5 separate regions of the Sus scrofa genome follow, and all the other regions are linked to region 4. Evidence: chromatin contacts called from public Hi-C and HiChIP or PLAC-seq data. All regions are on one chromosome and are shown on one strand. The core of a region is the stretch at or near the end of the contact, and the rest is flanking DNA. Distances in the headings are between cores, read along the strand shown. Region 1 holds the start of PTOV1 (prostate tumor-overexpressed gene 1 protein). Region 2 holds the start of ALDH16A1 (aldehyde dehydrogenase family 16 member A1). Region 3 holds the start of FUZ (protein fuzzy homolog). Region 4 holds the start of SCAF1 (splicing factor, arginine/serine-rich 19). Region 5 holds the start of PTH2 (tuberoinfundibular peptide of 39 residues).

Evidence for each region. Hi-C and Micro-C count contacts between places; a contact is called where the count stands out from the background. HiChIP or PLAC-seq counts read pairs in DNA pulled down with a chosen protein or histone mark.
Region 1: a Hi-C map of liver shows a contact between it and region 4, with 2.9 times the contacts expected there. The contact joins the promoter of PTOV1 here to the promoter of SCAF1 in region 4. A contact is called at or near these places in 1 of 47 Hi-C or Micro-C datasets (liver) and 1 of 2 datasets of contacts at active chromatin or transcription factors (alveolar macrophages).
Region 2: a contact with region 4 is called in a Hi-C map of liver, with 3 times the contacts expected there. The contact joins the promoter of ALDH16A1 here to the promoter of SCAF1 in region 4. A contact is called at or near these places in 2 of 5 promoter capture datasets (fetal liver and fetal skeletal muscle), 6 of 47 Hi-C or Micro-C datasets (embryonic fibroblasts, heart right ventricle, liver and 2 more) and 2 of 2 datasets of contacts at active chromatin or transcription factors (alveolar macrophages and skeletal muscle).
Region 3: an H3K27ac HiChIP or PLAC-seq map of alveolar macrophages shows a contact between it and region 4. The contact joins the promoter of FUZ here to the promoter of SCAF1 in region 4. A contact is called at or near these places in 1 of 47 Hi-C or Micro-C datasets (heart right ventricle) and 1 of 2 datasets of contacts at active chromatin or transcription factors (alveolar macrophages).
Region 5: an H3K27ac HiChIP or PLAC-seq map of alveolar macrophages shows a contact between it and region 4. The contact joins the promoter of PTH2 here to the promoter of SCAF1 in region 4. A contact is called at or near these places in 1 of 5 promoter capture datasets (fetal skeletal muscle) and 1 of 2 datasets of contacts at active chromatin or transcription factors (alveolar macrophages).

The regions. Positions count from the first base shown.
Region 1 is chr6:54,862,942-54,868,031 of Sscrofa11.1, reverse strand. PTOV1 (prostate tumor-overexpressed gene 1 protein) reads right to left here and starts at 2,440. Exons shown (of 12, transcript XM_003127351.5): 1 at 2,070-2,440. The coding sequence starts at 2,240.
Region 2 is chr6:54,526,630-54,531,907 of Sscrofa11.1, reverse strand. It overlaps ALDH16A1 (aldehyde dehydrogenase family 16 member A1), which reads right to left and starts at 2,369. Exons shown (of 18, transcript XM_021094740.1): 1 at 2,195-2,369. The coding sequence starts at 2,284. It overlaps PIH1D1 (PIH1 domain containing 1), which reads left to right and starts at 3,151. Exons shown (of 9, transcript NM_001244978.1): 1 at 3,151-3,554; 2 at 3,858-3,924; 3 at 4,296-4,475. The coding sequence starts at 3,465.
Region 3 is chr6:54,826,331-54,831,683 of Sscrofa11.1, reverse strand. FUZ (protein fuzzy homolog) reads left to right here and starts at 1,259. Exons shown (of 11, transcript XM_003127337.4): 1 at 1,259-2,508; 2 at 2,767-2,888; 3 at 3,413-3,497; 4 at 3,756-3,824; 5 at 4,053-4,157. The coding sequence starts at 2,398.
Region 4 is chr6:54,682,767-54,687,755 of Sscrofa11.1, reverse strand. SCAF1 (splicing factor, arginine/serine-rich 19) reads right to left here and starts at 2,419. Exons shown (of 12, transcript XM_003127346.5): 1 at 1,988-2,419. The coding sequence starts at 2,044. RRAS (ras-related protein R-Ras) reads left to right here and starts at 3,042. Exons shown (of 6, transcript XM_003355998.3): 1 at 3,042-3,232. The coding sequence starts at 3,080.
Region 5 is chr6:54,503,054-54,508,166 of Sscrofa11.1, reverse strand. PTH2 (tuberoinfundibular peptide of 39 residues) reads left to right here and starts at 2,018. Exons shown (of 2, transcript XM_003127313.4): 1 at 2,018-2,596; 2 at 3,085-3,296. The coding sequence starts at 2,385. The coding sequence ends at 3,259.

The DNA.
Region 1 (5,090 bases), core at 1,191-3,690, 180 kb before region 4:
CCACACTCTTCCCTCTGGCTCCCGCCAACCTCTCCCAGGCTGTCGCCGGCCCTCTCTTGCACAGCCCAGGTTGTAGCCACCTCAGCCTGATACCCGGGGAGCACGGGGCAGGAAGGAAGCGCCCAGAAGCACACAGAACCATCCAGGGAAGTGGGGAGACGTTTGGAACAAAGAGCATAACAACACCTGGAGGGATCTTTCAAACAATGTTTTGAGAACACCCACAGGACACCTGACGAACGTTCTAGCAATGAAGCCACAGAAAGCCACACGTTCTATCACAGGGCACTCTCCAGTTAGCCTTTCTTAAACCAAAACCATCTATCTGAAAGCAAAAGCAGACCAGCAGGGCAGCAAGAAACCCAGAAAAACCTCAACAGTAAATAAACCTCCAGACAAAAAAAAAAAAAGTAGTGGTTGTTATTTTGTATCTTATCACTAATGGATATTTTCCAAATTTTCTGTGAAGTACATAGATGTTTTCTGTCCAAAGAGTAAAGACAGGCATGAAAAAAATGTATCTTTTAAGACCTTAAAGAATAAAAACAAAACAAAAAACCTAAGCAAGCATGCTCTCCCCCTGGGCAGGTGGTGCTGGGTGGGATTCCAGCAAGGTCTGAGATCAAGAAGAAAAGCAGAAGGTACTGGGGGAAAACCGGGGGGGGGGGGGGGGCGCGAGGTTCCCTGCTTAAGTGTCTGAGATGGAGGATGGCTGCTGCAGCGCTGGCTGTGAAGGCACCACTGCCAGGGCGCACAGCGTCTGAGAAAATGCACTCAAGGCACACGACTGCAAGAGCCTTTGGGGTCCAGGTGGACGCACTTAAGGACCCAGTCGGTGTGAGCTCCAGAGACACACGTATGGGAAACCCCGCTGACCACGTCTGAATCTGGGATATGAAGACCAGGGGTGCTAAGCTCAGGTCTCCCCTGGAAGAGCAGAAAGCGCATCAAGATGCAGGACCACGTTTAAGGATGAGACCTAAGTGCGATCCCACAGGAGAACTCACACCTAGGCAGGGGAGGGCACGATTTGGCTGTTTCTCCGACCTGGGATGTGTTGTTTACTGCACAGGAAGCCCATTTAGTACTTGGAGGGAGGATAGAAGCCTCAGGGTGCATGTTTAAGGACTCAGGAGGCGCTTCTGAACCAGTAGACACAAATGCTAAGAAAGGGGGAAGGCGGCGGAGGGAAGGATTACTTTTAAATTTAGACAGACGTTCAGAGTCCGGATGGCTACGTATAAAAGTCCATGACACATTTTTAAGGCTCATGCAGACCTGCCACAGCTCCCCGCCAAGCACAACGCCGGGGCAGAATGTTTTAAGACAGCTTGAGCGCCAGGATAGAACGCGCATCCCCGCGAGAGTGTCACGGTTCGGCAGTCCGTGAAGCATTGAGATGTGGCTTTACCGCTCCAGAAAACCTTATAGAGCTTTCTGAGAAGTGTATGCATGTTTCATGGCTGGCGAAGCATCTGTAACTTAGGGTACCTGCGAAGCTAGATGTCGAAGCCTGCAAAGCTAGACTTGCAGCGATCGGTAGGGGCATCCCACATCTGCGCGAGCGTGCAAATAAATCCTGGGCGCACACGCCACGGGCGCCGTGGAGGGGCGCGTGGGCCCGAGGAGAACGCCCCCGAGGGCAACACCTGGGCGCGCGCGAGTGCAAGACGCGAAGCCCCCACTCGCCGCCGTCCCCCAACCCCCTCCCCCATTTCCAGATTTCCTGCCGGGAGAGCGAACAACTTTCCCATTGGAAAAACAAGCGCGCACGCTGCCCGCCCCCCACCCCGCGTTTAAATCAGGCCGCGGAGTCAGCAGTAATCTGAGCGCTCCCCGCCCCCGTACCCCACCCCCGCCACCCCGGCCCGAAGGCGAAACAAAGGGGAGAGACCGGCGCGTACCACCTGAGGGGTTTCACGGGGGAAGCCGGCCCCAGGCGGGACCAGCCTTCGGGCCACCCGAAAGACCCCTAAGAGAAGTGGGTCGCGGACAAAGACGCCTGCCGGGGAGAGGGGCCTGCGGGGGCGGGGCCGTGGAAAGCTCTGGAAAAAGGGCGGGGGGCTCACCATGGGAGGGGCCGAGCGAGCCCGGATCCGCGGCGGCTGCGGACCCCGGGGACTGGCGGGCCAGGAGCGCGAGCGGGCGGCGCGCACCGTGAGGAGCGGCAGGGGTCGGCCGCGACCCCCGAGGGGGCCCCCAGCGCCGGAGCGGTGCGGGGCGCGGCGCGGACGGACCATGGCGGGCGTGGGCCGAGCGGGCTGGGGGCTGCCACGGGCCGCACGGGGGGCTGCGGGTTCCACCGACTGAGGGGCGAGGGCGCGCGGCTTCGGGGGAGACGGGCTGGGCTGTACCAAACGCGGAGGACGCGCCGCTGGAGAGGGGTTGCTGCGGCCAAACCACTGTGGTGAGCGGGGGAGCGCGGCGCCTACCAAGAGCGTCTGCGAGGGGGCGTGGCCGGCGTGTACCAAAATAGAGCTAGGGGAGCCCCGGGAAAAGGAGAGGGTGTGGGGGGCGGGGAATTCGACAATTGGAAGATACTATGGGCCGAAGGGGAGGGACCCAGAGGACGTGAAAGAAACAACTTCGGCGGGGGCGTGGCAGGAAAGACCATGCCGAAGCGTCACGGGGGGGGCGAGAGGAACGTAGAGGACGATACCAAGATCGGGATGGGGGGTGACATACCGGGAGACCGTACCCTGAGTCCCAGACCCTCGGAGCCGGGAGACTATATCAAGACACATCAGGAAAAGGGGGAGGAAGGAGTAACAGACCTGGGGGCAACGGAACCTACGTAGAAGTTTGGGGATACGGATCGTACCAGGCCTAAGGCGAGGACTTGAAGGCTGTGACGTGGCTAGGTGGGCCAGGGACCACAACTCCCAGCGATCCCCGCGCGGTATGGGCGGAGCCAGAGGTCCCTGGGAGACACTGCCAGTGATATCTGCGTGCCAACTGGCCCCCGCGCCTTAGGCTCCACACGCCTCCCTCCGCACCTCCTCCGGCTTCTTGCCACCCGCCTTTCAGGGCCATTCATTGATTCGCTCATTCACTCAAGAATTAAACGACTGTGTATTCACTTACTAGAAGTTGTGTAAGATTTCTTGTTTCAATTTCCCTGTTTCTTAAATGTGGGTAATAACTAACCATTCATTCATTGATTCTCTCATTCACTCAAGAATTTAACGACTGCGTATTCACTTACTAGAAGTTGTGTAAGATTTGTTTCAATTTCCCTGTTTCTTAAACGTGGGTAATAGTTAACCCCAAACGGTTATGAGGAACAAATGAATTAAGAAAATAGGGAGTTCCCGTCGTGGCGCAGTGGTTAACGAATCCGACTAGGAACCATGAGGTTGCGGGTTTGGTCCCTGCCCTTGCTCAGTGGGTTAAGAATCCGGCGTTGCCGTGAGCTGTGGTGTAGGTTGCAGACGCGGCTCGGATCCCGCGTTGCTGTGGCTCTGGCGTAGGCCGGTGGCTACAGCTCCAATTCAACCCCTAGCCTGGGAACCTCCATATGCCGCGGAAGCGGCCCAAGAAATAGCAACAACAACAACAAAAAAGACAAAAAGACAAAAAAAAAAAAAAAAAGAAAGAAAATATTAGGGGAGTTCCCCTTATGGCTCAGCGGTCAGCGAACCCGACTAGCATCCATGAGGAATGGGGGTTTGATCCCTGGCCTCGCTCGGGGGGTTAAGGATCCGGCGATGCCGTGAGCTGTGATCGCAGACGCGGCTCGGATCCTGAGTTGCTGTGGCTACAGCTTCGATGAGACCCCTAGCCTATAAACTTACATATTCCGCGGGTGCGGCCCTAAAAAGAGAGAAAAAAAAAAAAAAAAGACCAAAATAAAATAAAATATTAGGAAAGGTATTTGGTACAGTAATGACCTAAAATGGTAATTTTTCTTTTTCTCCTTTTAAAACCATTAGTAGCACCGTTTCCACTTCTATGCTGGGCAACGAGTATACTGTGATGACCAAAACAAACCAGGTCCATTGTAAAAAAGTAATCGCAGTTTGTGGTTAAGTGGTATAAAGAGAACAAACACACAGGAGAGTGGGGTGGTGACCATGAGAAGTCAGGAAAGTGACCATTAGGCAGCCTGCAATTCCACTTGGGCTGGAAGAGTGTGCTAAAATGAGGGGCACAAATCTTGAGAGTGGCAGAAGAGGGAGGCCAGCGTGGCTGGAGCAGAGTAAGGGTAGAGCAGCGCTGTGGAAGTGTGGAGAGTGGCCAGGTGCCTTGGGGTGGTATTTGGACTTTAGTCTCACCTTGCTTGGGAACCACCAAAAGGTTTTTGGCAAAGAAGTGGCACAGTCCCATTTACATTTTAAACAAATCATTCACAGAAGGCATAGCATCATGCATACAATGTCTCTACAACTCTACAGAAGAAGCTGCACCCAGAGTCACCTCTGAGGACAGAAGGCAGCAGCAGAAGTGGGGGAAAGGGGTCCCACGGGTGGAAAGCAGAGTCAGTTTATTCCTTTAGACGGTTTGGGATTCTTCCCACATGCAAAGTTCACCTACCAGAAAATAATTTTTTAAATATTTAAATCTCCTTCTCAGATCCACCTATCAGAGTATTGACAATAAAAAGAAAAATAAACAAATGGGATCTAATCAAACTTCAAAGTTTCTGCACAGCAAAGGAAACCCTAAACAACACAAAAAGACAACCCACAGAATGGGAGAAAATCTTTGCAAATGAATCGACGGACAAGGGATTCATCTCCAAAATTTATAAACACCTTCTGCAGCTCCATACCAAAAAAACAAACAACCCCATCCAAAAATGGGCGGAAGATCTAAACAGTTCTCCAAAAAAGACATACAGATGGCCGAGAAACACATGAAAAGATGTTCAACATCACTCATTATTAGAGAAATGCAAATCAAAACCACAGTGAGGTACCACCTTCCACCAGCCAGAATGGCCATCATCCAAAAGTCTACAAACAATAAGTGCTGGAGAGGGTGTGGAGAAAAAGGAACCCTCGTACACTGTTGGTGGGATTGTAAATTGGTGCAACCACTGTGGAAAGCAATATGGAGATTCCTCAGAAAACTAAACATAGAACTACCAT
Region 2 (5,278 bases), core at 1,120-3,619, 160 kb after region 4:
GGAAAGTGAGGTGGGAGGACAGGGATTGAGCCAGATCGGAAACCATGTACCAGACCCTAAATCTTTGGGTTTTGAAGCAAAAGACCTTTCCTTTAGCCTCCCCTCAGTCTCAAAAGGCTGACTCAAGGAGTTCCTGTTGTGGCTCAGTGGTTAACGAATCTGACTAGGAACCATGAGGTTGCAGGTTCGATCCCTGTCCTCGCTCTGTGGGTTAAGGAGCCGGTGTTGCCGTGAGCTGTGGTGTAGGTCGCAGACGCAGCTCGGATCTGGCATTGCTGTGGCTCTGGCATAGGCTGGCAGCTACAGCTCTGATTAGACGCCTAGCCTGGGAACCTCCATAAGCCACGGGTGCAGCCCTAGAAAAGGCAAAAAAAAAAAGACAAAAAAAAAAAAAAAAAAGGCTGACTCAAGAGTTAACGATTGGGAAATAAAACCAGTTAAAACAGTCTCCATTATGTTATGTCCTACCTTGGCCCACTAACTTCTTACTAATATTTACTTTCTATTATTTATATATTTCTTTTTCTTTTTTTTTTTTTTTAAGGGCCAAACCCACAGCATATGGAAGTTCCCAGGCTAGGGGTTGAATCAGGGCTGTGGCTGTTGGCCACAGCCACAGCCACGCCAGACCTGAGCTGCGTCTGCAACTTACACCACAGCTCATGGCAATGCTGGATCCTTAACCCAGTGAGCGAGGCCAGGGATCGAACCTGAGTCCTCACGGATACTGGCCGGGTTACCACTGAGCCATGACGGGAACTCCTAATACTTTCTAATTATCTTGCACCTAGTGTCCGGTTTTTCACAAATGATCTCTTCCTTGCTAACTGCTTTCTTTTACTCACGGTTACTTTCTAGAGTTATATTGCGCCTAGTGTTTTCTCTTCTAATTCAAGCACTAACACCCCTTCCCTGTAAGCAATCTTCAGTCCACAGAGGTCAAGGAATGATAAGCACGAAGACAACCAGAAACCATCACGGGACCCGCTGATGCCGGCCTTGATGACACTGAAATGATCTATGGGTGCGAGTAACAAGGACCCCTCAATCAATAACCCTGACTCCCGAGCTAAACCTGTAAAACTCCTTGATATCCCCTCTCCAGGCAGGGCATGGTTTTGTGGCATCAGCCTGCTGTGTCCTCCTTTGCGTGGCAAAGCAATAAAGCTCTTTGTTCCCTTCCTTAAAACTGTCTCCGAGGACTTAATTGGGACTTAAATCCGAGGCCACATTTTCAGCCACAGACCCGCGGCCTTGTCCCTGCCCTCTCAACACGCAAACCCTGTCCCTCCTGCGTCTCTGCCTCACTCCCTCCTCTCCATCTCCAGAGCCTACGGCAGGCTCTGGTCTCACCATTATTCCAACCTCCTTCTTTCCCTCCAGGAAAGGCCAAGCTTCTCACGCCCGGGCGCTAGAGGGCCCTGTGCCTTCATGATGGCCCCGTGGGGGAATGCTGAGGGTAGTTACAGAAAATTCGAGGCACCCTACTTTTATAGGGAACCCCAAGAGCGTTCTTGGGGGACCCTGAGGGATCACGGGAGTCTTATGGAAGTCCTGAAGAATACGGAGGGGTCGCGGGAGCCCCATGGGGTTATTCTGAGGGGCTGAAGGTTATTACAGAAAGTTCTGATGTATTCTGGGGTTCTGAGAACTCCCGAGACTATAGGAACCCCACGAGTATTGAGGTGACCCTGAGGAATCACGGCGGCTCCGCGGAGGTTTTGGAGGTCTCTGGTTGATCAAGGGAGCCCCTCCAGGAATTCCGGGGAAACTCGGGAGCCATAGGATGTTCTGAGGAATCAACGGTAAGTCTACACGTGGGTTCTGAGTCCTCGGAAGATCACGGGAGCCCCCCAGGGAATCGCGGGAGGTTATGAGGGGGCCTTGATGAATCACAGGACCCCCTCGGGGGATTCTCGGAAGCACCCTCGGCGAAGCACCACCGTGAATTCTGGACCATGTAACGGGACAGCCACTGGGCCTCATGAGAAGAGACTATCGGGCTGAGGCAGCAACTCTAAGAAGCTCAACAAACCATCCTCCAGGGGTGGGTCCTAAGGAGTGGCGGGAATCGCGGGAGCTGAGAGGGGCGGAGTTACTGAGCTGCCGCGGTGGATCGTGGGAGTCCGCGCGCAAAACTCGGCTCCGAAGACTGGGGAGGGGGATGGGCAGCGCGGGCCGGGCGAGCCCTCACCAGTGCGCATGCGTGGCTCTCCGGCACGGGTCCGTACTCCAGCGTGGTGAAGATCTCGCTGGCGCGGGATCCTGTACACGTCTCGGCCATCGCGCTCCCCCGCCGCTTTCCACCGACTGCAGGGCGCTCTGCCGGAGGAAACCTCGAGGTCCGAAGGGTAGCACCGCCCCCTCCTACCCAAAGGGCGGGGCTATGGGAGATAGAGCGTAACCCCGCCCAGGACCTGGTGACCCCGCCCATGGGTCTGCGCACGGAAGTGTAGTTTGGATCATGCGCAGTCCTCAGAGCGGGGCGAATGGGGAACGAAAGTGTGAGTGACTTCAAATAGTTGTGAGAGCTCCAGCGTCTCGCTATCCTGTTTGTGTTGGATACCGGAATTGCAGTTTTTAGTCCTAAATACATTTTATCGAGAATAGAATCTAGTTCTGGAACGAGGTGGTTGTTCAGAGGTCAAAAGAGAGTCTTAGGATGGACACTGAAATTAATGTTTTTTTTTTTTTTTTTTTGTCTTTTTGCTATTTCTTGGGCCGCGCCCGCGGCATATGGAGGTTCCCAGGCTAGGGGTCAATCGGAGCTGTAGCCACCGGCCTACACCAGAGCCACAGCAACGCGGGATCCAAGCCGCGTCTGCAACCTACACCACAGCTCACGGCAACGCCGGATCCTTAACCCACTGAACAAGGCCAGGGATCAAACCCGCAACCTCATGGTTCCTAGTCGGATTCCTTAACCACTGCGCCACGACGGGAACTCCATGAAATTAATGTTCTTAAAGTGTGACAGATTTGCCCAGCTACTGGCCGGAGTCGGCTATCCGGAAGGAGCCGGAAGCGTGGCTTGAATCCCGCAGGAAGTGTGGCATTTAGTGACTATCAGGACTTTGTATTGATTGGTTGAGATGAGAGGCGTGGCTTCAGCCTTGGACTAGATTGGTCTGTGATTGGTAACGGAATACAGTTGCAGGATTGATGAAGCGTTGGGGTAGTGTGACTTACTCAAGTTCCTGATTACGCAGGGATCAAAAGAGTGGCTGTAGTTTGCACCTTTGGCACGCAGGACTTAGCATCTAGAGACACTGGCTCTTAAGAGATTTGACGACAGTATCTGGTCTGAGTGAAAGTGTCTCGGGCCAGATTCTCAGGTTTTCATACAGAATAGTGGGTGTCGCGATTTGGTTAAGGGCCCAGGAACTAGTCTCAGAGTTCAGATCCCGCCGATGGTTCCCCCACGCCGGGGTTGCTGAGGACGCCAAGGTCTCTCCCCCAGGGCCATGGCCGACTCGACGTTGCTGGTGCCGGAGCTAAACGAAGCAGAGACGATGGGCACGGAGACGACGCCTTTCGAGGAGCTGCTGCTGCAGGTGCGATTGAACGCACTCCTGGGTCCCTGGGGATTCGGGGAATACATATGTGTGTGTGTGTGTGTGTGTGTCCGTCCGTGCGGGAATTGTAGTTGTTTACCTTCAAGTTTGCTAGTCTCTGGAAGACATGGGAGCAAAATTGGGCTTGTTCTTCAGATTCCTCAAGGTAGGAAGGGGCCATAGTATGTCTTATGCCCTGCCTGGCTAGTATTCATAAAAATTGCTCAGTAAACATTTGCGAAACGAATGAGGGGGTTCTGATAGCACAAAGGCCAAACTTGAAAATTGCTTTCCTTCACACAGGCCTCCAAGGAGCTCCAGCAAGCCCAAACAAGCCGACCAGAATCTACACAGATACAACCTCAACCTGGTGAGAAAGACAGAAACGTAAAGAGAAAGAGATAGTGTCCCAGAGAGAGGTGGACCCTGACTGGGGGGCAGGGGACACAGGAAGAGGAGGGAGGGAGGAGAAACAGTAATGGTGGGGTAGAGAGGCTTTGAGCGGGAGGAGTGATGGAGACCCAGAGAGCAGGGAAGGGGCCAAGAGCCAAAGAGAGGCAGGGAGGACAGGTGTGACCAGCGGGACGAAGACTCAAAGGTAGTCAGAAATTCCAGGGCGGGGAGGGGAACAGCCCCAGAGAGTGGAGGACTAATACTCAAGGAGGGCGACAGATCAGAAGAAGGCTGGACCCCGAGATCCAGGCAGCAACAGAGGGTCACGGCCAAACCCATTTGCTCCAGGTTTCTGCATAAAGACCAACTCATCTGAAGGCAAGGTTTTCATCAACATCTGTCACTCTCCCTCCATCCCTCCTCCGGCTGACTTGACTGAGGACGAGCTGCTTCAAATGCTGGAGGAGGACCAAGCCGGGTTCCGCATCCCCATGAGTCTGGGAGAGCCGCATGCCGAACTGGATGCAAGTCAGTGCCTTGAGAGGCCCCAGGAATCTAGTCCTCTTGGTCCTTTCTTCCCAAGGATCCAAGAAGCCAGGGCCTGAGACCCTGGCTTCCCCTTCAGGACCTAGAAACCCGGCCTCCTGATCTGATCCTCTTCCCCGTGGCATATCCCAAGCCTTCTGGCATCCAGCACCTGCACTGGACAGTCCCGGTTCTGGTCACCTGGCCAGGCTGACTCTTCTCCCTGCTCTATCCCAGGGCGAGAGAGGGCTGGGCAGGTGCTCCTTAGCTGATCTCCTGGCTGGAGTCCCCGGGCAGCTCACATGTGTCCCCTGAAGCTTCCTGGGATGAAGCTTTGGCCAGTGCCCTGGGGAGTAGGGACTCATCAAATCCAGAAGCTGCCCTTGAGAAACTCTTAGTCTTGGATGAGGGCAAAGGAGGCAGATGCGATTTCCATACGGTGTGATTCTGTGCCCCGCTGGAGGAGGGTCTTCACTTGCACTGAGGGATCAGGGAAGGCTTCCTGGAGGAGGAGGAGGTGTTGGGTATAAGATCTGAAGGAACCTCAGGAGTTCATCAGGCCAAGACAGAGAAGAGGGTTCTCAGCAGAGGACAGAGGGGTCCAGAGGCTGGAGGGAATGATCGAATTGGATTGGTCAGTAATTCAGTAATTTCTTTCCAGACCAGAAGAAAATTTTTTTTGAGGGCTGCACCCTTGGCATATGGAAGTTCCCAGGCTAGGGGTTGAATTGGAGCTGCACTTGCTGGTCTACACCACAGCCACCAAATCCAATCCACAGCTGCAACCTATACCACAGCTCACAGCA
Region 3 (5,353 bases), core at 10-2,509, 150 kb before region 4:
GACATGGCTGTGGCTGTGGTGTGGGCTGACGGCTACAGCTCAGATTGGACCCCTAGCCTGGGAACCTCCATATGCCACAGGTGCAACCCTAGAAAAAGACCCAAAAAAAATTTATCTCAAAACGTCTTTTGTGGACTTCTCTTGTAGTGAAGCATGTTAAGGATCTGGCACTGTCACTGCAGTGGCTTTGATTGCTGTTGTGGTGTGGGTTTGGTCCCTGGCTTGGAAATTTCCACCTGCCACTGGCAGAGCCAAAAAAAAGGAGGAAAAAAAATCTTTAAAAGGCAGAACAACAAGAAATATAAAAATTAAATGGTAGAAATAAATCTAAATACAATAGTAGTCACAATAAATATAAGTGGACTAAAGAGATGCTTGGAACTATGGGGAGAATTTGACATTTAGCTTCATTTGTTATTTTATGCACCTGTTTATTCCTCTAGAGGTTTAATGTAATTTAATATGCAGGGTGAATGTCTTCACATTTCTTTTTTTTTTTTTTTTTTGTCTTTTGTCTTTTGTTGTTGTTGTTGCTATTTCTTGGGCCACTCCCGAGGCATATGGAGGTTCCCAGGCTAGGGGTCGAATTGGGGCTGTATCCACCAGCCTACGCCAGAGCCACAGCAACGCGGATCCGAGCCGCGTCTGCAACCTACACCACAGTTCACAGCAACGCCGGATCGTTAACCCACCGAGCAAGGGCAGGGACCGAACCTGCAACCTCATGGTTCCTAGTCGGATTCGTTAACCACTGCGCCACGACGGGAACTCCTGTCTTCACATTTCTTATCAGACATTATTATCTTAAAATGTCTTAATATTTCACAGCTATTAGAAATCAAATCCAGAATGCTGGCAAAACGTTTAAAAGAAAAAAATTTTAAATATCACTATATATATATATATATATATATATATATATATTTTTTTTTTTTTTTGTCTTTTTGCCTTTTTCTTGAGCCGCTCCTGCTGCATATGGAGGTTCCCAGGCTAGGGGTTGAATCGGAGCTGTAGCCACCGGCCTACGCCAGAGCCACAGCAACGCGGGATCTGAGCCGCGTCTGCAACCTACACCACAGTTCACGGCAACGCCAGATCCTTAACCCACTGAGCAAGGGCAGGGACCGAACCCTCAACCTCATGGTTCCTAGTCGGATTCGTTAACCACTGCACCACAACAGGAACTCCTATCACAATATATTTTAATATATGTTTGGATAAATGAAGGTAAATTCTCACAAAAGAGAAAAGATCAATCAAATTGATAACTCAGTGATGATTTAATTTATCACTTTAAACAGGGAGTTAAGAGCCTAATATATGTCACTATAGGATCAGCTAAATTTTTTTGTTACATCCATAATATAGGTTATAATAGGACATCTTAAAAAGACGAAAATACATAAATACATAAAATTTTAAAAGACAATGTATACTTATATGATTTGATAGAAAAAAGTTTGAAAGCAACGTTAGTATAGTAGTCGTATTTGTGAAAATGCGATTATGTGGTAAACTCTCAACATATTTTAGGGAAAGGATTTTAGAAGAAATATTTTCACATTCTGCACGATACACTTTCATGTATAAACTCATGAGAAACAATATTTCTATGATTCTGGAAAATAAAGCACTTCATCTTTCTTTTTCTAATAAAAGCAACCCTCTCGTCTGGTGGTTACTAGGCAACGCTCGCCGGACCAAACCATCCCCAAGGTTTGGGGGGGGCAGAGTGTCGTTTTGATTTTGCTCTAAGGAAAGTTGCTAGGGATTCGTCCTGCGGCCGTCTTTGAGCAGGGCACAGCTGCTCAGCCTTAGAAGGAAACTTGGACTGAGTCGTGGGCGCTGCGAAACGCCAGGCACTGGCGCTATCTCTGAGCGGGGTTAGTGTTTACAGCTACAAAATGGACCTCTGAACCAGGGTGGTTGCTAGGCAACGCCCTGTCACCGTCGCCATCTTTGAGTGTGGCCACGCTGTTTATCAATTACGAATGTGAAACGTACTAATCTATATGATGATTACTAGGCAACGGCCTTGATGCGGTCACTACCTCCAAGCCCAGCACTTCGTTTTGTTTATTAAAGAAATAGAGGGAAACCCGTTCAAAAAGCGCCTACAAAACTTCGGAAATAGAATTAGCCTCCATCTTTGTTCGGGGTATTGTGACTTCCGGCTGGGGCGGAAGAGCCTAGCGGGATTCGGGGGAAGTGCTGGAATAGGGGTTAAGCGATGGATTTGAGTTGGATGAAGAAAGCGGGAACCTAGTCCCCTTCCAATCAGCTGCCCATCTCGCCCTTTGGCGGCTTTGGACTGCAGCCCGATTTAGTGTGACTACGGGCATGCTACAAGGCGGGCACTGACTGTCCCCACGAGGGGACTGGAAGGCGGGTTTCCAGATGGGGGAGGAGGGGACCGAGGGCATGGTACATCTGCTATGCCTCGCGGCATCCAGCGGGGTACCCTTGTTTTGCAGGAGCAGCCGCGGCGGCGCCCCCGCCCGCCAACAGGTGGGGCCCGGGCGCCTGGCTCTGTGAAATAGATATAGAAGGGGTTAGAAACTTGGACTCTGGGTCTTCAAACCCGTAGGGGCTGGGGAAGATTCAGAGTTGCGTTTAGAGGGTCCAGAGTGCAACTGACCAGGGATCCTGGTTCCCTGAAGAGGAGTGGCCAGGGCTTCTAGAGAGAGGAGGGGGATGAGGGCCTCAGTAACTTGTTCTCGAGGAGGGGATTGGAGGCTCCTGTCTAATGTTCCCATCTTTCCCCAGCTCCCATTCTCTGTCATCGGTTCCCTCAATGGAGTTCACATGTTTGGGCAGAACCTCGAGGTGCAGCTGAGCTCTGCGAGGACAGAGGACACAACCGTGGTGTGGAAAAGTTTCCATGACAGGTCTCCAAGCCGTATCCTGGGGACAGGGCCAGGGTGAAAACCCCTTTTAAAGATGACCCGAGACCATCCAGCTCTTTACCTGACTGTGGACTCTTTGTTAGTTACGTCCCAATCCCTGTTTCTCTCTCTCTTTTTATTTTGTTTTTTTCAGGGCTGCACCCGTGGCATATGAAGGTTCCCAGGGTAGGGATCCAATCGGAGCTGTAGCTGTTAGCCCACACCACAGCCACAGCCATGTCAGATCCGAGCTGTGTCTGCCACCTACACCACAGCTCACGGCAATGCCGGATCCTTAACCCACTGAGCGAGGCCAGGGATAGAACCCACAACCTCATGGTTCCTAGTCGGATTCATTTCTGATGCGCCACGCTGGGAACTCCGAACCCTGTTTCTCAGCATGAGAAGCACATTTTGCTGGGATGTGATGTGGCTGACATCCAGGATCAAAGGCAGACCCTACTCTGCTCCCTGCCTGTTTCCTGGGCTTGGACTCATGTCTTCCTTCTCATCTTCCTTGCTCACAGCATCACGCTCATTGTTCTGTCATCCGAAGAGGGCACCTCGGAGCTGAGGCTGGAGAGACTACTCCAGATGGTGTTTGGGGCGATGGTGAGACCCCCCAACCCTCTTTCCCAAACCCAGGAATCTCAGGGCTCAGCATCCATCTCCCTTAGACCCAGGAGTCCAGACCCCCAGCACCCTCCTCTGGAAGCCAGGAACCCTGACCCTCAGTCCATCCTGCCTCGGACTAAGGAGTGGTCTAGATACCCATTCTCCTCCTCCCTCAGACACAAGAATCTGAGTCCCAGCCCCTTCTCTCTTATTCCCATTGTCCAGGGCCCCTATTCTCCTGTGTGGTTCTTCTAGGTTCTTCTTGTGGGACTTGAAGAACTAACCAATATCCGCAACATAGAGAGACTGAAGAAGGAGCTGAGGGTAAGCCTGCAGGATGGCCATGAGGATGGAAAGTTAGGATACCTGGTCACTGATATTTGGGAACTACACTTCCCAGAATCCCCTGGGGCAGACTTACCCTGTGGGTTCCTGGGCTGCTTGGTTGTCTGACACCTCCTATCTTGGCCCTTCAGGGCCAGTTTTCTGAGGGCGAGGCAGCAGATCTGGGTGGCACCTGGGTCCTAGGCTCCTCCATTTTCCCTCTGCTAGGCCAGTTACCGCCTCATCGACAGCTTCCTGGGGAACTCAGAGCTCATCGGGGACCTGACCCAGTGTGTGGACTGTGTGGTTCCTCCAGAGGGGTCCCTGCTGCAGGTACTGGGAATGCCTTGTAAACTGTTAAAGCTGTCCCTCTGGGAGTTCCTGTCGTGGCTCAGCGGTTAATGAGCCCGGCTAGGATCCATGAGGATGCGGGTTGGATCCCTGGCCTCACTCAGTGGGGTTAAGGAGCCGGCATTTCCATGAGCTGTGGTGTCAGTTGCACATGCAGCTCGAATCCCGTGTTGCTGTGGCTGTGGTGTAGGCCGGCAGCTACAGCTCCGATTCAACCCCTAGCCTGAGAACCTCCATATGCCACAGGTGTGGCCCTACAAAGCAAAAAAAAAAAAAGAAACCCCCAACCCCCCCCCCAACTGTCCCTCTGGCCCTGGCTCAGTCTCCTCATCCTCTGACCCCTGGGCCCTTGCTTAACCTCTTTCTACCCTTCTGGCTTCCAGTCTGACTCCCACCTGATCCAGAAGGATCTTTCTACACTCAGAGCTGACCATGCCCCTGCCCTGGTCACAGCCCTTCCGTGGTTTCCATCAGCCCCGGGACAGGGTCCCAGCCCTTCGGCCTGATATTTGAGGACTTGAGGAATCTGACACTCATCAACCAGCTGGCCCTAGCGCCTACTACCTCCACAGGCATGCTCTCTCTGCTGCCCCATGGCTCTCTCAAATCCCAACAACTTCCCAGCTTCCCTGCCCTGGCACATGCTGTTCCTTCTGCCTGGCGAATCTCTAGCTACCATTCCTTAAATATTGCTCTTGGTTCAGCTAGCACGGCTGCCTCCCAGCAGTGTGACTCTCGGCAGGTGACTTGACCTCTCTGAGCTTCAGTAGGTCATAGATTGCACCTACTTGACATGTAATAGAACTCTGTAAACCATGGCTGGAGGTCCCTGCCATGGCGCAGTGGGTTAAGGATCCAGGCGTTGGATCCAAGCTGTGGCATAGGTCACTGTGATGGCTCGGATTCTTTCCCTGGCCCAGGAACTTCCATAGGCCGTGGGTGTGGCCAAAAAAGAAAAAAAAGAAAAAAGAAAGTAATAAACCAAGCTGCTGTTGTTACAATTATTAGCCTCAGCAGGACGTGTCAGGCTAGGTAGCAGTCACGCTACCTGTTTAATTTCATAATTTGACTTGGGGATTTCACCTGTATGTGAAGGTGAAGGAACTCAGGCTTAGGGTGACATGAGCATGGTCACTAGGCAAGCTTTGAGTTGTATGCTGGTCTCTTCCCACTCCTCA
Region 4 (4,989 bases), core at 1,170-3,669:
AGAAGCTTAATCAAGATGTGCTGAGTACAGACCCACAGATCTCCAAACCCTCCTGGGTAGGAAGATCCCCCCTGGAGCATTTAGACGAGCCCCATGCTTTGCAGAGGGTGTGTCTCTTCGACCCAAGAAGGCTCGGCAGACCCTGCCAGGTCCCTCTGGATCAGGTTCCCAAACTACAGTCTGATAGCAGTTGAGTGCTTCACGAATAGCTTGTTATAAAGGCAGATTGAACACAGTAGAAGATGCTTCGCAACACATCCCAAGTAAGTGGAAACAGTAATTAACAGGATTGGAGTATTAGTTTAACACATAGGACGGTGTATGTTGGGTCTCAGTGTACAAATGCATTTCTCACTGTGGATCAAGGTCAAAAGCGTTTCAAAAGCACTGGCGTGAGACGAAGTCTAGATGATCCTCTAGACTTTCCCAGACCAAGGTGGACTAACTCTCTCTGAAGCCCCAAGGCCACCCCGAATTTTTTAACATTTTGCATTTGAATTACTTTCTAAAGGGCAAGTATATTTGAGCTGGGCAAAATTTCCAATACGTTCCTTTGTCTTACTCTCCTGGCCGATTATCTGGCCCCCAAAGGCATTCGAATTTGCTCCAGGCATAGAGCCTGCACTCTTGCAGTCACACTCAAAGCCACCTAGATGGTTCCAGGTCCTTCTAACTGTCCCCAGTCTCCTGTCACCCAGATTAGACACTCCCCAGACAGTTGGAGACCCATCCAAGCCTCCCAGCACATCTCAGTATTTGCTTCCTTCCCTTAGTGGGTACATCCCACTCCTCTGAATGGCTATAAAAGACTTCCTTGCGCTGGAACTGTTCTTCCATGGCCTGGCTAAATGGCCCTAGACCCATGTAGGTGAGCCGCATTCTCAGGTCAGCCCATGTACACACTGCTCAGCCCTAGGAGATATACCCCAGCCATAGGTGGCTCTGCAGATACTCCCCAGCTCCTGCAGACCTCCTTCACCCCTGGGACATATCTCAAGATCTCAAGATGGCCCCAGAACCCTCCAAACAGACTCTAGCCTCGGGTCAGCCTATAAAGACATTCAACAGTGCCTACAGAAATGACCCAAGCCAGCTATATGACGGAGGGCAGGCTTCAGTCTCGGTCCAGGTCCTGTGGACGCCCCTAGTCCTCTAGGAGACGCCCGGTCCATGCCCCCCGGCACCCCAGACCCGTCCCGGGGCCTCGAGAAGGCCCCCCGCTCGGCGCCAGGCTCCGCCGCCGCTACCGGGCCCAAGGCCGACCCGCTAAGCCCTCCAGGCCCCGCGGCGTGTCGGGAGGACCCCGGGACAAGTAGCGACCCGACTCCGCCCCGCCCACCCCGATAGGCCCGAGCCCCGCCGCTCGGACCGCCGCCGCCATCTTACCCCGCCGCTCGGGCTGCGGCTCCGGCCCCGGCGCGGGGCGGGGCGGGCTGGGGCGGGGCTCGCGAGCAAAGGGAGGAGAAAGGAGGAGCTAAAACGCCGCCGAGCTTGCCGGGACTTCAAGTACCGAGCACCGTGCCGTGAAGGCTGGTGGGAAGGCTTCGGACTCAGTTTCCCAGCAGTCAACGGGGCAGATGGGCCGGGTGCGCGCGACGTACGCCGGGAGACGTAGTCCGCGCGTCGCCTCCGCCGCGCGGGGACTGCGAGGGGATGAGGGGTGAAGTGGGCGGGGTTGCGGTAGCGCGCGATTAAGCCCCATAGTGCCCTGCACGCGCGCGGAAAGAGCAGCGGAAAAGGAAGTGCCGTAAAGAGCGCTCAGCCTGACAGGTGCAAGGGAGTTGTAGTTCCGCGGAGTGAGCCGTGGGGGGGGGGGAAGCAGGACTGGCTGGAAGTTGCCCCGCCCACATTCTGGGGATCCCAGAATCCTGATGCCCAAGTTCTCTCTAAATTTAGAACCAAGAAGCCCGGCCCTACAGCTTCCTCCTCATTTACAACAGAAAAATCCAAATCCGATTCCTCTCAGAGCCGAGGGGTCCGGACTCACATTTCCCTCAGAAGTCCGAGCCCTCCTTCCTCTTAGATCCAGGAGTCGGGCCTTCATGCCTCCCTCAGACCATTCCTGGTCTCAAACGCCTTACGCGAACACAGGGGTTCGGGTACCCCATTCCAATTCCCTCGGATCCAGAATATTGGGTCCCCCCGCTCCTTCAGCCCTCGGACCGATGAGTCCGGGCCCTCAGCAATCTAGAAGCAAGGACCTCCAGAACTCCTCCTTCCAGGACCCAGGAGTCCAAACCTCCAGTCACAATCTCTCCTTGCGACCCAGGGGTCTGGGTCCTGGGCTTTCTCCTCCTTCAAGACTCGGAAATCCTGACCCTAGACCCTTCATAACCCAGGCGTCCCCGCTTGGGCGAGCTGGCTCATGAATTAGGAATGCAGTGATCTCACGGCCCCTCCCTTCCCGGTTACCCGCTGGCCCCCCTCCAGGGCCCCATCTCCCCTCCCAGTCTGTCTTCCGCTAGGCTGGGACAGCGGGAACCGGAAGCCTGGGTCCCGTAGCGGGCGGAGCCTCCATCACCCAACCCAGATGCCAGAGTCGGGAGCTTGGCTTGGGTCCCAGGACAGAGGTTAATTTCCCCTCAGGACTCGCTCCTTCCTCAGAGCGCGCCTATATACGGCCGCGTGCGCAAGACTCAAGCCCCGCCTACTAGAACAAGGCCTCGGGGACGGTACCCTGAGAAGCTAGCTGCAACACAGGGTTTCTCATTTACATAGTCCCACCCCGAACGATTTTCCGGACCCGTCTACGAAGAGAATAAGAACTCTTATTAGCATGGCTCCGCCCCCCCGGCCCGCCAGCCGAGAGCGCGTGGCGCTGCTCGGGGTGAGCACAGTTCTCTCATTAGCATGTTCCCGCCCCATTCGGAATTCCCCTTCTCAGCGACAGCCGTACTCCTATCCGTATTAGCATAGCTCCTCCTTTTCCCAGGTCTTGCCTGCCTCTAAGTGTCCCAAGTAAGGAGCCCTTCTTGCTGGAGCTCATGTTTATGCAGTACCCTTATTAACGTGGTCCGCCCCTAGGCCCCGCCCGGTCCCCCCCCCCGCCCCAGGCGGTAGCGGCGGCAGCGGCAGCGACATGAGCAGCGGGGCGGCGTCCGGGACAGGGCGGGGGCGGCCCCGGGGCGGGGGGCCGGGACCCGGGGACCCCCCACCCAGCGAGACACACAAGCTGGTGGTCGTGGGCGGCGGCGGCGTGGGCAAGAGCGCGCTGACCATCCAGTTCATCCAGGTAGTGGACCTTCACCCCGGGGGGTGCCCCCGGGACCCACCCAGACCTGAGCCCTTGGCGGGATCCCCAAGACTCCGGCTTCCCCTCCATCCATCACTGAGACCCTCTTATGAGGCTTTCTAATCTTAAAAATGTCCCCTCAGATGTGACCCTGAGCCCCTCAGGGCCTCCACCCCCTACATGAGGGACCTTCCTCCTGTCCTTGTATCCTGAGACCCACCACCCCTACCCCAAGTATCCAAAGCCCCGCTCCTCTGCTGACCTGACCCTGGATGCCTCCTGGGAGCACCCTAAATCCAGAAGAGTCAACCCATTTAGACCCTAAGCATTCTCATGGGCCCCCACCCCGCTCGGGGCCACCTCCTCGCACCCTGAGCCCTACCTCTCCCAAATCCCTGACCTCAGCTTCCCCTCTGAGCCGCTCAGTAACTGGGAGAATGCCCTTGACATTACCCCAACCTGGCTGTTTAGCCCCTTCAGAGACCTCCACCAGAAAGTAGAAATTATGCCCAGACTTGGCCCCTGAGATCCATCTAGGACTCCATCCCACCCCTGTCCTCAGGGAGACCCCCTCAGACCCAAGAGACTGCAAAAAGATCCTGCCCCTTGGCCATTCCCACTAAGACTCCAAGTTCTGGGGATCCCCCATCCCACCAGATCCAGACCCCTACCCTTCCTCAAGGAAAACCATCCACTCCTCCGTCGTGAGTTTTCCTCCACTCTGATCTCCTGAGCCCCTCTCAGAAATTCTGGTTAGCCCCCAGATCATTTCCATGGAAGAAGCCCCCAGAGTCTTGACACCTCCAGAAAGACCTGCTCCTTTGGAGTTTCTCTGACCTCTTAAATGTATCTCCAGGTCTCTACGACTCTCTAGACATGTACTTATATTCTATGACAACCCTCCCCCATGCTCTCCAGCCCCCAGTTCGCCCACCTGAGCTTCTCCCGGTTTACTCTGCAGACACACCCCTAAACCCCCCAGGGCCAGGCCCCTGCACTGCCCCTTACCAAGCACCCTCCACGACAGGCAGGATGCAGCCTTCGGACCCCCAGCAGCTGCCAGATCACCCCTTCTCTTCTGAAAATCCACCCTTGCCCAGGAAACTTCCACCCCTTTCCCCAGGGGAAACTCTCCCACCTGGGAGAAACCCTAGAAAGGTGTCTGCTCCAGGGATGCCACCCCTGAGGTCCCTGGGCCCCAGACCCCTGAAGAGACCCCAGACAGCGCGTGCATGGGAGCTCCTGTCTGGGTAGAGAAAGGCCCCAAGCCCTGGGCCCCTTGCACCCAGGGGCAGACCCAAAGCTGGCCCAGGGCCTGGATGGAGGCGGCCGGGACCCAGGCAGGAAGGGAGGGGCCCCGCCTGCGGGCGGGGCAGCGTCTCAGCAGCCGGATTGGAACCGGGATCTTCCCCTGGGAGGAGACACTGGAAGCTGCCCAGGGGGAGGGGGAGAGGGAGGAGGAGGAGGAGGAAGAAAAAAAGAGGGAAGAAAGGGGGAAGAACACATGCAGATATGCTGGATGGCAAAAGGTCCCAGTGACTGAGCGCCTACTATGCGCAGACGATATGAAATGCTTAACGAGGATTTTCCCTGAATCTCACACACTGGGTTGAGGGTAGCACTCTTTTGATCTTCATTTCCCCAGGGAGAAAATCGGGGTCAGGAGAGGGGCAGTGATTTAGAGGGGGAGTGATGTGTTCAATGCCGCATAGCCAGGGCATCATCCCGACTCGGGAAATGCAACTTTATATCAAAAA
Region 5 (5,113 bases), core at 769-3,268, 180 kb after region 4:
TTGGGATTTCCCGTTTCCCGGGGGCGGGTGTGGGGGGGATCCTCAGGAAAATTGGGAAAGAATGACAACTTTTCAAGCCCCTAGACCCCTTCGACTTTGGCTTCGAAGGGTGTAGACCTCTGAGGGGACACGGGATCCATTCCTCCCCAAGGGCCCTGGGGACAGCTTGATTCAAGAGTTGTTTACATTAGAGGAGGCTCAGAAGGAACAACTGGGGGCTGGGGTGCTGGGGGCCTAAAGCCTGGAACTGGGAGTGGGGGAGGGAGACTCTCAAGAAGGCTGCTTCGGAGGAGTTCGCTTGTGGTGCAGTGGGTTAAGGATCTGGCGTTGTCACTGCAGCACTGCAGTGAGATGGGTTGCTGTGGTGGCTTGGGTTCTGTCCCTGGCCCAGGAACTTCCACATGCCTGCTAGCTCAAACAAAAGGAAAAAAAAAAAAAAAAAGTGGCTGCTGGGGATTCAGACTCCTGGTTCCTGGTGGGGCTACTTTCCTAATTCTTTCTTTCTTTTTCAACGACAAAAACCCTAATACTTTAGAAAGGAGAGGCCTGAAGTTTCAGATGCCTAGACTTGAGGGAGCAAAGCTTGAGGCGATGGATTAAGGGGAGAAAGGAAATGGGTGTCTTGAACTCTTGGGCTCTGAGCTAGAAGGAGATTGGGATTTCTGAGCCTTGTGTCACCTGGAGGTAGGGGTGTGGGGGTCTGGATTCCTCAGCCTTTGGGAGGAGAGAGCTGTGGGGCAGGACTCAGGTCTCTGCTTATTGAGGATGGAGCTGGGGTCCCAAGGTCTCAGGGGCTGGCCTGAGAGCAGAGATGCCTAGGTCTGTGGTCAGGTCGAGGTGGGGCTGGCAGATCCCCAAATGGGACAGGATCACTTGGGGTTCTGGGGGCTCTTACCTTCTCAGTGGGGTCCAAGATAACAACAGGTGAGCAGAGCTGGATACGGAGATCGGTGACTACTGCAGAATGGCTCTGGGCGGGATGGCAGGAGGTGGGGTCCCAGGAGCACAGGTGACGCATCTGACCCCCTCCCTGGGGATGCTGGGAGCCTAGCAACAGGCTTGGGCTTTTAAAGGGACAGAGGTAAAGGACTTTGACTCTGGATTGGGGAAGGGACTTAGGGACTGGATCTGGCCAATCAAGCTGCCTTCTGTGGCAAAGCACGGGCCGAGCTCTCTGCCCTCTCCTAAGCCTGAACGCAAGAATCCAGGTCTCTGCTAGTCTCTCACTTCAAGACCCAGGAGTCGCACCTCAAGACATCTTTGCTCAGGTCCAGAAATCCAGGTCCCCAGGCCTCCTCTCTGGGGAACTAGGAGGCCAGGTTCCCATGTCCTGTCAATCACAGACCTAGACTGCTACTGCCCTTTGGGGTTTCCTTTGCCTACCATTCCATTATGAGAGCCATGTCTTAAGATCCAACTGGGGGATCTGGGCCTTACCTTCACACCACATCCAAATTTCCCCCGGGAAGGCCTTGGACACATCCTCAGGGTAGTCAGGTCCTCTCTGTCTCTTACCCCTCTTCGCCGTGTCTCTAAGACGTCCCGGATTTTGCCAGCACTAGACTTGCGGTCACACCCACTTCCACACATACCCTTTGCCTTCTCTTGCACCCCCCATCTCTCACGCCTGCTGCATCTGCAAAATGCAGAACTTCCCAGGCAAGGGATCCAACCCATGCCACATCCATGACCCCAAGCCACGGCAGTGACAATGGCAGATCCCTAACCCGCTAAGCCACCAGGGAACTCCTCTCACACTATCTTTAATCCAGGTTCTCATCCTGCCTGGATTTATCGCTGGATAGCTCTGTCCAGGCTGCTGTCCTTCTCTGTCCTTCTGCCTTTCTGAGAGCACTTTACCTCATCCCTCCATCTCTAGCTGGCTCTCTTGGTTCCTTCCTCACTCTTTTCTCTCATCCTTTCTTTCCTTTTCTCTGTCATTCTTTGTCCTTCCCTCTTCTGGTTACTTCATCTCTTTGTTTCTCTGCTTCTCCTCATCAGTCCCTCCTCTGTTGCTTCCCCTCTCTTTCTCTCTCTGCATCTCTGGCTTCTGCTCTGATGGTCCTTCCGCAGGCCTCTATTTTTATCCCTCTGACACACCCCCTGTGTCCACTTCTCTGTCTGTCTGTCTCTCCCCCTCCCGATTCTCTCGGGTCCCAGCTCCTGGTCCCAATTAGTGGGTGGCCGCCAAGGCAGCGGTGAGGCCCCCACCCCCGGCTCATTACCGCTGGCAGCTCCTAATGAGCCTGAGGGGGGCTGACCCCGCGCCCCCGGCCCCCTGGTCTGCGTCATTGCCCACTGCGGGGGTTGTGAAAGCGATATAAGGGGGCTGCCAGCCTCGCTGCCTGCGGAGCCCATTGTGCGGTAGGAGGGGGGGCCTGCAAATGGGCTGCTGGGAGTGGCTGGATGGTGGGGCAGGGGTTCTGGGCCAGAACATGGGCCTCATTGAGCTCTTTCCTGTCTCTCCACAGGTGATGGAGACCCACCAGGTACCCAGGAGCCCCCGGGTGCGGCTGCTGCTGCTGCTCCTGCTGCTTGTGCCCTGGGGCCACCACGCTGCTTCAGGAATCGCCCTGCCCCCCGCGGGGGTCTTCAGGTACAGCGATGTCCAGGTCTCTCAGGAAGGGGTGGGGACTCAGTGGTGGGAAGAGACCCAAAGAGAATGGGGAGGGACTCAGTGGAACAGTGACCTAGAGGGAGGAGGACAGAGATGCGGGGTGGACAGAGAATGAGCAAGAAAAAGATACCAAAGGATTCTGAGAAGGGCTTTGAGAGACTTGAAAGCAGGAACAGATTTGTCTCTTGAGCAGCGTTTATTGGGTCTCCGGTGTGTGCCAGGCATGCGCTGAGTGCTGGGACCGGACAGGTGCATCAGACTCGATTTCTGTACTCAAGCAGCTCCAAATCTGGTGAACATAATAGAGACAGAGACCCACACAGAGAAAGAGAGAGACGGGAGGACAGAGAGAGACGGCGCAGTAACAGGGCTTCCAGTTAGCCCGAGAGGAGGACAGGAGGCTGCAGGCGGCGGGCGGCGGGCCGGGGGGCGCCGACACTCGGTAACCTCTCTCCATTTCCCCGCAGACTCCGCACCCCCGACGGGGCTTGGGCGGGTCCCGCTACCCCGCAGTCGAGGCGGAGCTTGGCGCTGGCGGACGACGCGGCCTTTCGGGAGCGCGCGCGGCTGCTGGCCGCCCTCGAGCGCCGCCACTGGCTGAACTCGTACATGCACAAGCTGCTGGTGCTGGACGCGCCCTGAGCGCCCTGCCCGCCCCACCTTAATAAAGACCCTGCTGTTCGGATAGCGTCTCCTTCCTGTGCGTCCAGTGTGTGTGTGTGGGGGGGGGGGGGTAAGGAGGAAGGCCCTGCATCAGCTACGCTGGTGTCTGGTCTCTCAGTTCCCTCTCTTTTTTTTCTCATCTTTCTCTCCACGCGTTCCCTCTCTCTCTCTGTCTCTGCTGTACATCACCGGTCCCCCCGCCCCAGCACTGTTCCTTCCTCTCACTCTGGGCCTCTGTTCCTCTCCACCATGCGTGTCTGTCCTCGTTCCTGGGAATCTGTTTTCTTCTCTTGTTCTCTGCAACCTCCCAGATCTCTGTCCCTCTCTGACTTACTGCCCCTTTCTCTGGGTCTCTGTCCTCTTCTGAGTCTCTATACTTCTCATTCACCCTCCCGGCTTCCCGGCCCTATGGGGATCTTTCTCCTCTCTCTGGTCTTCTGCCTAAAACTCTTCCTTCCATTCTTAAATCACTCCCCCACCTTCTTTTTTCTCTGCCTGACTCCTTTGTGTCTTCCTTTTCTTTGTTACATTAGGTCTCCGTCTTTTTTTATCCCATCTCTTATTTTCTCTGAATTTCGCTCTTTCTGCTCCCGTCACTTTCCCATTTCTCTTTGGACACAGCGGGAAGATGTGTGTGGGGGTGGGGTGGGGGGGCGGGCTCTAGAGATGCATCTGCCATTCAAGACCAGCTTCCCCTAAAGCTATCTTGTGCAATTGGGAAGGGCTTCTAATCTTCTAGCCTCCTTTTCCCGTTTGAGACTTAAACCAGACACACCATGAGAAGACTAGCACGGGACTCGTCACAAAGCAAAACTCATTATAAAAAGGTTTCCTCCTCGCGGTAGCGTGCGGCAGTTTCTTCAGGGTTTTCTAACTTCGCCTTCCCCGGGGGATCATCTGGGCGCCCCGAAGGGTGGGAGGAAAGGAGAGCGGGGACCAGCGTCAAGATCCGGGAGGCATGGGGCGAAGGTTGGGAAACACCTGGGCCACCCATGAAAGAAGCGAGGAAGCAGCCAATCAGAATCTGCCTCTCTCTCTCTCTCTCCTCCTCTCTCGGCTCCGCCAGACCTTCAGCCCCACCCCTCAGTGGTGACCATGGTAACGCACTCACAACCAGGCGCTGAGCTTTCTGAACAGCTTTCCCAGGGAGCAGCTCGTGCGGACCACGCTCTGATTGGTCTAGAGAAGAAGGTGGAGCTGGGCGCGCCGACTTTGGGAGAGGGGGCCGGGCCAGCGCTTTGTGATTGGCACACTCTCCCGTAATTTGCATTCCGAGAGGCGGACCGTGCTATTATTGGCCCTTAGGCTGTGGGGTGGGGCCTGTTTCCCGTTACTCGGAAATACTGAACTATGAGTAAGGGCATTTCTAACCACCAACCATCTGCAGTTGGCCAAATTTTACAAATAAACAAGACTATGAAAGTCAGGAGTAATCTCCCCAAGTTGTCAGCACTAGCAAAGGCCAGTAAGATAATCGGAACTCCCAAATTCATGCAAGTTGAGAAGTCTAGACAATTCCACTACTTTCATAGAGAAATATAATTAAAATGTTATGTGCAATTACTATATTTTGGGCACGCTTCCAAATACTGATGTATTGGTTCTTTCAACCTCACAACAACCCTGTGAGAAGCCTCATCCTCTCTTTTCTGGAGGGCCTAGTATCTGGATCTTGGCCTGTGCTCCTCCTGTATTTCCTCCCTAGATCTCTTGCCTAGCATTTGAGGCTTTTCACAAGTGGTGCCCAGAACTCTTCCCTTCTCACTCTACTCCCGTCCTCAGGACCCCAGACACCCATCTCCAAACTGAGAACTCAAGGCTCAGAGCTCCAGC